2 separate regions of the Sorghum bicolor genome follow, and region 1 is linked to region 2. Evidence: chromatin contacts called from public HiCAR-type data. All regions are on one chromosome and are shown on one strand. Each heading gives the region's core, a stretch centred on a gene start, on an enhancer-like site or on the middle of the called end of the contact. The rest is flanking DNA. Distances are from core to core; before and after follow the strand shown. Region 1 holds the start of LOC8083897 (remorin 4.1). Region 2 holds the start of LOC8056357 (calcium-dependent protein kinase 20).

Region 1 (3,305 bases), core at 768-3,267, 120 kb after region 2:
GCTACAGTACCCAAAAACAAAAAAAATTTGCGAACTGTGGTTGTAGCTCAGAAACAGCTTTGACCTCACGACTGTGGTTGTAGCTCGCAAAACTGATGTGCCAAGTGAAGCTCGTCAGTGCATGCAGAGAAGCAGAAAGTTCATGGCGTTCACTATACATGTGTGCCAAATTACTGTTCAGTGTTTCCTAAAGAAAAACAGTAACACTCTTCCGCCCATAGCCATAGGGCTTGCAAGAATCGTCAATTTTTGCCGTTGAGCACTTAAACATTTAGGTAGACATTGCTGGGAGTATCGAAGCTTCACAGCAGCGAAGGAAAGAAACAAAGAACAGAAACGAAAAACAAGATTCCAACAAAATACACAACCGTTGATAATGGACATCATATCTTGTTCATATTGACATACACAACTGTTGATGACAAAATTCCAACAAAATACAGGCAGCTCTTGCCCTCAAGACTCGGGCAGAGCACATCCTTCTTATGGTATATGGACTTTGCAATACCATACCATATGAAACACAAAACAGGAGAAACAGGAAAAAAAAGGGTTTACAAATCATACATGTGGTGGATACAACACTAAAACAAGCGTTCCACACAGCTAGCACGGCACTGATCACTCTGTCAGATCCCGGTGTAGTGAAGCGGTGAACGATCCATTCCCAACGAACAACTGAACTGTACCGGCGGCGACGAGCAGAGCAGGCGGGGGCAGAGGAAATTGCTGAAGAAGAGGGGAGGCCGGTGGCCGCCGTTGTGGGGGGAGTGAGTTCAGAAGAAGGAGCGCTTGGTGGATGGCGCCCTCCCCACGGCCCTCATGAAGTTGGCGAGCTCCAGCACCCGCGCCACCTTGGTGCCCCGCTTGGCCTCCGCCGACGCGCGCTTCTCCTCCGCCTTCCGCCGCGCCTTGGCCACCTCGTTCTGCGCCTTCTCCATCGCCTTGGCACGCTTCTCCTCCAGCTTCCTCTGCACATGCCATACCATACAAATACATGCATTTCTATCAGAACTGAACAATTCAGATACTTGATCGATTGGGGGGATTTGCTGGTTTTGTAGGAGAGTATATGTTGGTCAGTGAAGCTATTATAGATCGATGGATTACCTCGTATTTCTTGAGCCAGGCGCTGGCCTTCTCGACCTGGTCGCCCTCCCAGCCGTTGATGACGACCTCCTCGCGCTTGAAGCGGTTGTTGACCTTGGCCACCTCGGCGATCTGCCACGCGGCGATCTTGGACTCCACCTCCTCCTTCTTGACCTGCCCCACGGACATCCCACCTTCGCCGTTGCTGTTGCCGTGGCCATGGCCGTGGCCGTTGGCGGCCATCAGCGCGACGTCGGCGCCTCCAGGGGTGGGCGGGCCCCGGCGCGGCGACGGGATGGGGTTGCTGTCGGGCACGATGGCCAGCGGGTTGGTCTCCTCCAGCTCCTCCTCGGCCTCCCCGATCCTGCTCCTGCCCATGGCGTCCACGACGTCCCTGTCGACGACGTCACCGTTGGAGTTGGCGCTGGCTGCGGCGTTGGCTGCGGCGGCGACCATGGCCGAGAACTCCCTGCTCATAGTCGGGAAGGGCTCGCTGGGTGCGGTGTCGCTCCCGACGGAGCGGATGGACGTGTGCCTGCTCCCGCCCGCGGCTGACCCCCACGACGCCCGGAGGCGGTACGACGACGGCTGGCTCGGCGTCGGCGGCGGGCTCAGCGCGTGGATGTCCCTGAACTCCTCCTCCTCCTCCTCGTTCTCCCCCACCGGCTGCAACCGCCTGTCCTCGACGATCCTCTCCTGATGCTCGACGCTGCCGCTGCCGCTGCCGCTGCTGCTGCTAGTGCTAGCCGCCGTCTGTTCACCCAACATGTGGCACACTGCTTCCTCCTCCTCAACGCTAAGCCTCTAGCGGCCGCGAAACCATCTGCGGCTCGTCGGAGATCGAATGCTTTGGGTGGACTCCGGTGGTGGTGTGTGGTGAGTAGGATGGTGGCGGGGGACGCCTTCTTAAATAGAAGCCGGAGCTTGGGAGGCGGTGGCAGCGGGGAGAGTCGAACCAACACAGGAACAGGACCGTTGGCCGTCCTGGATATTTCCCAAATTTACGTCCATTTCTCGCGGCTTTTTTCGTGACCTTCGTCTCGCTTTCTCAATCGGCACCGGGAGCAGATTTGATGTTTATTTTGAGATCAGAAAAGCTAGTATTCCTTATTTTTGTGAGGGGCACGGGTCGCGTGGGCAAAGTGCGCTGACTCACACCACCGATCTCTTCCTCCCCTACTAATTCCAGTGGATTTCATTATCGTCGTCCCTCGGTTTGTTTACGAGCTTTTGGGTGTTGGATACGCTTGCGCGCACGTCGAGTTGTTTTCGTTATCGATATGCAATGGGTAGGTATCATTGGCGAACATTCCAGTGACGGTGCTTCCGGTAGCGGCGGTGCGTAGATATGAGTAGCGTGTGTGTGATCATATCCGAGCAAATTGAGACGTAACTGAATTATTAAGCCACTCTGCGATGATTTTGTGTTTGACCGAATTTCGGTTAATTTTTAACCACTCGCCGCAAGAGCAAGGTTTTTAATTTGTGGCACACGCATGAAAGCTCCACAGCCTCTCATCGGTAAGGAACAAGGAGCAGCCGCACAGCCGAAACCATCCGTTACCACATACGTACTACAGTGATATGATTTCAGATAAACTGGGGAGGGTAATTTTTGTGACGCCTCCTTTTTACAGCTCCTATTCACGTACCAGCCGGATAGAAAAGGAAGAAAGAAAGAGATATTCCGTTATTATGGGGATTAGAGACGTGGTCGGCCGTGGTAACACACGTCACCGTCACACGATCAAAGTGGCTTTGCCTATGGCGGAAATTGACCGCATGTATGCACTGACCGGTGAAACAATGACGGACGCAGAGGCGGTGCGGAATTAGCGTTAACCCCGCGTGGGCCCGGACCCTCCGATAGCTCTGCTTCCTGTTTCACCGATAATAAATGACACCCATTACTGTTTAATTGAATAACCCGGTACAGTACCGGTAGGCGCAGACAAGGCGTGGGCCCTGCCAATATCGGGGGAGGGAGATACGTCTGGTGGAAGCATCTTTTGCGAATGGAAAATTGAGGTGGAGTAGTAGTTGGCTGTCAGTCAGAAGAGCAAACGAAACGAACAAACCCGTCAGTCAGGTGTGGGAGGCGTCGTTGAGACCTGAGAGAGAGAGAGAGAGAGGCAGAGGCCTTGTTTAGTTTCGAAAACTGAAAAGTTTTCGAAACAGTAGTACTTTCGTTTGTTTATGGTAAATATTGTCCAATC
Region 2 (3,108 bases), core at 110-2,609:
AGATAAAGGAACATAAACTGCACCTGGAGTGAAAAATACAGACAGGCCAAAATCAATGGCCTTAAGGGCCGCTGATTCTTTCTTGTTCGCAAACAAGAAATTTTCTGGTTTGAGATCCCTGTGCATCACTCCATGCTTATGGCACATCTGACATTGTACAAGACATAACAGATGAACAAGTTAACTCATCTCATCGTTCTGATTATAAACGAGTTAAAGACTGAAGAAATGAAATTACAAACAATCTAATTACAAGATGTTAGCCAAGGAATGATAGTCTAAATTAGTAGCCAGAGTGGACACAGCTAAACATTTACTACTACATAACCTATCGAATCAACTATTGAGAAAGCTATCATATTAGTGATGACTAGAAACTGACCCCACGAGGCATAATGAGAGTAACTGAAACACATATAACGACATTCATTTGTAATTTTGCTGTCCAATAGTAATGATTCTACTATGTATCGAAACAAAATCTCACCTGCACGACCTCGACGATAGTGCGTGTGACCAAGGCGGCAGCGCGCTCAGTGTAGTGTCCCCGCGCCACGATGCGGTCGAAGAGCTCCCCGCCCTCGCAGAGCTCCATGACGAGGTGCACGGCATTGTCATCCTCGTAGGTGTCCCTGAGCGTGACGACGTTGGGGTGCTTGGGGAGGTGGCGCATGATCTCCACCTCCCGGCGCACGTCCTCGATGTCGACGGGGGTGCGGAGCTTCTTCTTGGAGATGGACTTGCAGGCCAGCGCCTCCCCCGAGGCGCGGTCGGTGCAGAGGTAGGTGACACCGAACTCGCCGCGCCCGAGCTCGGCGCCGAGCTCGTACCGCGCCGCGATGTCCCGCCCCGTGGGCTCCCGCAGCACCACCAGCCTGGGCGCGCTCGCCGGCGCCGCGCGGTTGTACTCGATCGAGAAGGGGTTGGGCTTCTTGCCCTTCTTCTGCTTCGGCTCCTTGGGCTCCTTGGACTTCTTCTTGCCGCCGCCGGCGTCGGCGGCTCCTTTCGGCGTCACGCAGCAGTTGCCCATCCCTCCTCCCTAGCCGCCGTGGAGATCCGACAGCCCCGGAGTAGGCGAGTCAAGGAACCGCACGGCCCGCGGAGATCTGTGAGGGGGGAGGAGAAGGGCGGAGATGGAGAGAGCGGCCGAGGAACGAACAGCGCGTGCGCGTTTGGTGTGCGCGTTGTAGGGAAGCGGAGACGGCGAGGCGAGGCGAGGCGAGAGGGGTTAAATCGCGCGGGGGGGATTCGGTGTAGACGGAGTCAGCGGTGGCGGCGTCTGGCCCCCGAGTGGGAACCCGCCAGTGGTAAAGCCAAGCCCAGCAGCGACGGGGCCGCGGAGGGGGGAGGGGAGGCAACGGGGAAGGAAGGTGGGAGACGAGACGAGCGGAGAAGGGGAGGTGGTGGTCAAACACGACCCTCGCTCACGCCTTTTCCCCTTCCTCCCTCGCGTCTTTCTTTTCTTTTTCTCCTCTCGCTGTCATTTTATTTTATCTTCTCGTTCGTAATTTTTTGAAATTCACTTCAATTCAATTTTTGTTCCGATGAATTATCTAAATTCTGCTAGTGACTATAAATATTTAATGGCGTTACGGGAGAAGGAGACTTTGTTGGAAGAGTGAAGAGGACTGGACGAAAAAGGAGGTTAGGTGAGAGGGGATTTAAAATGACATTGCGCAGGATTCGTGCAATCTCGGCCGCCTAATCATAGCGGACAGGTCGACGTTTTGATGGTGGCAAAAGCGTAGCGCTACAGCGTTTTAAGCGGCGAACGGATTTCCTGGCTCAAGTGGGGGGCGTTGCTGCTGTGCTGTGTCCAACGAAACGTGTAGAGGAATCGCCAGATCGAAGAGTGTCTCGTGAGCATTTTATTGTCAAACCAAATAGAAATGCGTCTATCCTGTGGGAAGTTTCTTCACTTGGTTCTTCCAGCTCAAAGCAAAAGGGCGAGACCGCGAGAGTGAGACCAGCTACTTTGACGCTATGACAATAGCATATGTTGTGGGTTGGTTACGCAGGGACTTGCTTAGAACGCAAGAGTTCCTGCAATTCCTCCAAAACTTTTGAGTAGGGTTTTAGAATGGGGTTGTTTGATAGATATTTCTGGATGATCGTGTTGGACTTCAGAGATTCTGATTTAGCTTTCATATGATCTTCGTGGTCATGTTTTTTCCCCTTTGCCATTCAAGATGCCTTAACCATTTTTCATTTCATCCATTAATTACAATTCACACACCGCGTTCCACTTTGAGTAAACCCCAACTTAATGGTACCTTGTGTGTTAGGCACCCGTTCAGCAGCCATAAACGCGACTTGAACGCCGTCAGCATGGCAGGGATTAAGCCCGGACCTGCCCCTACTTTCCTCCTGCTCATCGGATATCACCGCACTGCCCGTGTCAGTAGCAGTGTGCGTGGTACTGCTGTCCTCCCGTTTCGCCGTAAGCGGCCCGTTCGTCAGCACCCGCCGGAGGTCGCACGCACACGCACACGCACACCGCCCGCGGTCGCGGACTCGCGGCAAGCAAAGCTAGCGATCGCCGATCACGGGTCGGCGTCGACGGGAACCAGGCATTGATGTCCCGGCGTCTCGTCGACCCGTCGCGAGGCGCGGGGCCGTGCGAGCGGGACTGCTGCCCGGCCGTAAAAGCGCCGATGGCAGCGGGAACCACCGGGAAAGGGACGCCACGGCCCGCCCGTTCACACCTCACCGTCTCGCTACGTCCGTGAGTGAGCCGGCGCGGATCGTGTCGTGCGACACGGACGCCGTACGTGGACGTGGCATTTCTGTTTTGGCGGGGCGATTTTTGCCGTGGCACTGCATATGCAGGCAGCGCCCGCACACATCGGCGCCGTCGCCCTGTCTGCCTGCCTTGTTCTCACGGTCACGGCATGGCATGCCGCGAGTTGGCGACGGACAAGAGGTGCGTGCGCTTTGGCGACCAGCCTACCCTACCCCGAGAGTACCCGTGCAGCAGCATAACGACAAAAGCAGAAACCCCACCCGTGACGGTACATCGTGGCCTCCAAAGGATTGGGAAAACCGGTCCGTGTCTGTCCAGCGAATCACAGTGATGGAACAGTAGTAGCCTAGTACTAAAATTTGTAA

The links. HiCAR-type assays count read pairs that join an accessible place to other places.
Region 1: a contact with region 2 is called in a HiCAR-type map of leaf, with 2.3 times the contacts expected there. The contact joins the promoter of LOC8083897 here to the promoter of LOC8056357 in region 2. A contact is called at or near these places in 1 of 4 Hi-C or Micro-C datasets (leaf mesophyll) and 1 of 1 datasets of contacts at active chromatin or transcription factors (leaf).

Annotation. Positions count from the first base shown.
Region 1 is chr2:71,091,868-71,095,172 of Sorghum_bicolor_NCBIv3, forward strand. LOC8083897 (remorin 4.1) reads right to left here and starts at 2,018. Exons shown (of 2, transcript XM_002463007.2): 1 at 1,111-2,018; 2 at 371-971. The coding sequence starts at 1,857. The coding sequence ends at 777.
Region 2 is chr2:70,973,454-70,976,561 of Sorghum_bicolor_NCBIv3, forward strand. LOC8056357 (calcium-dependent protein kinase 20) reads right to left here and starts at 1,360. Exons shown (of 8, transcript XM_002463002.2): 1 at 488-1,360; 2 at 24-147. The coding sequence starts at 1,030.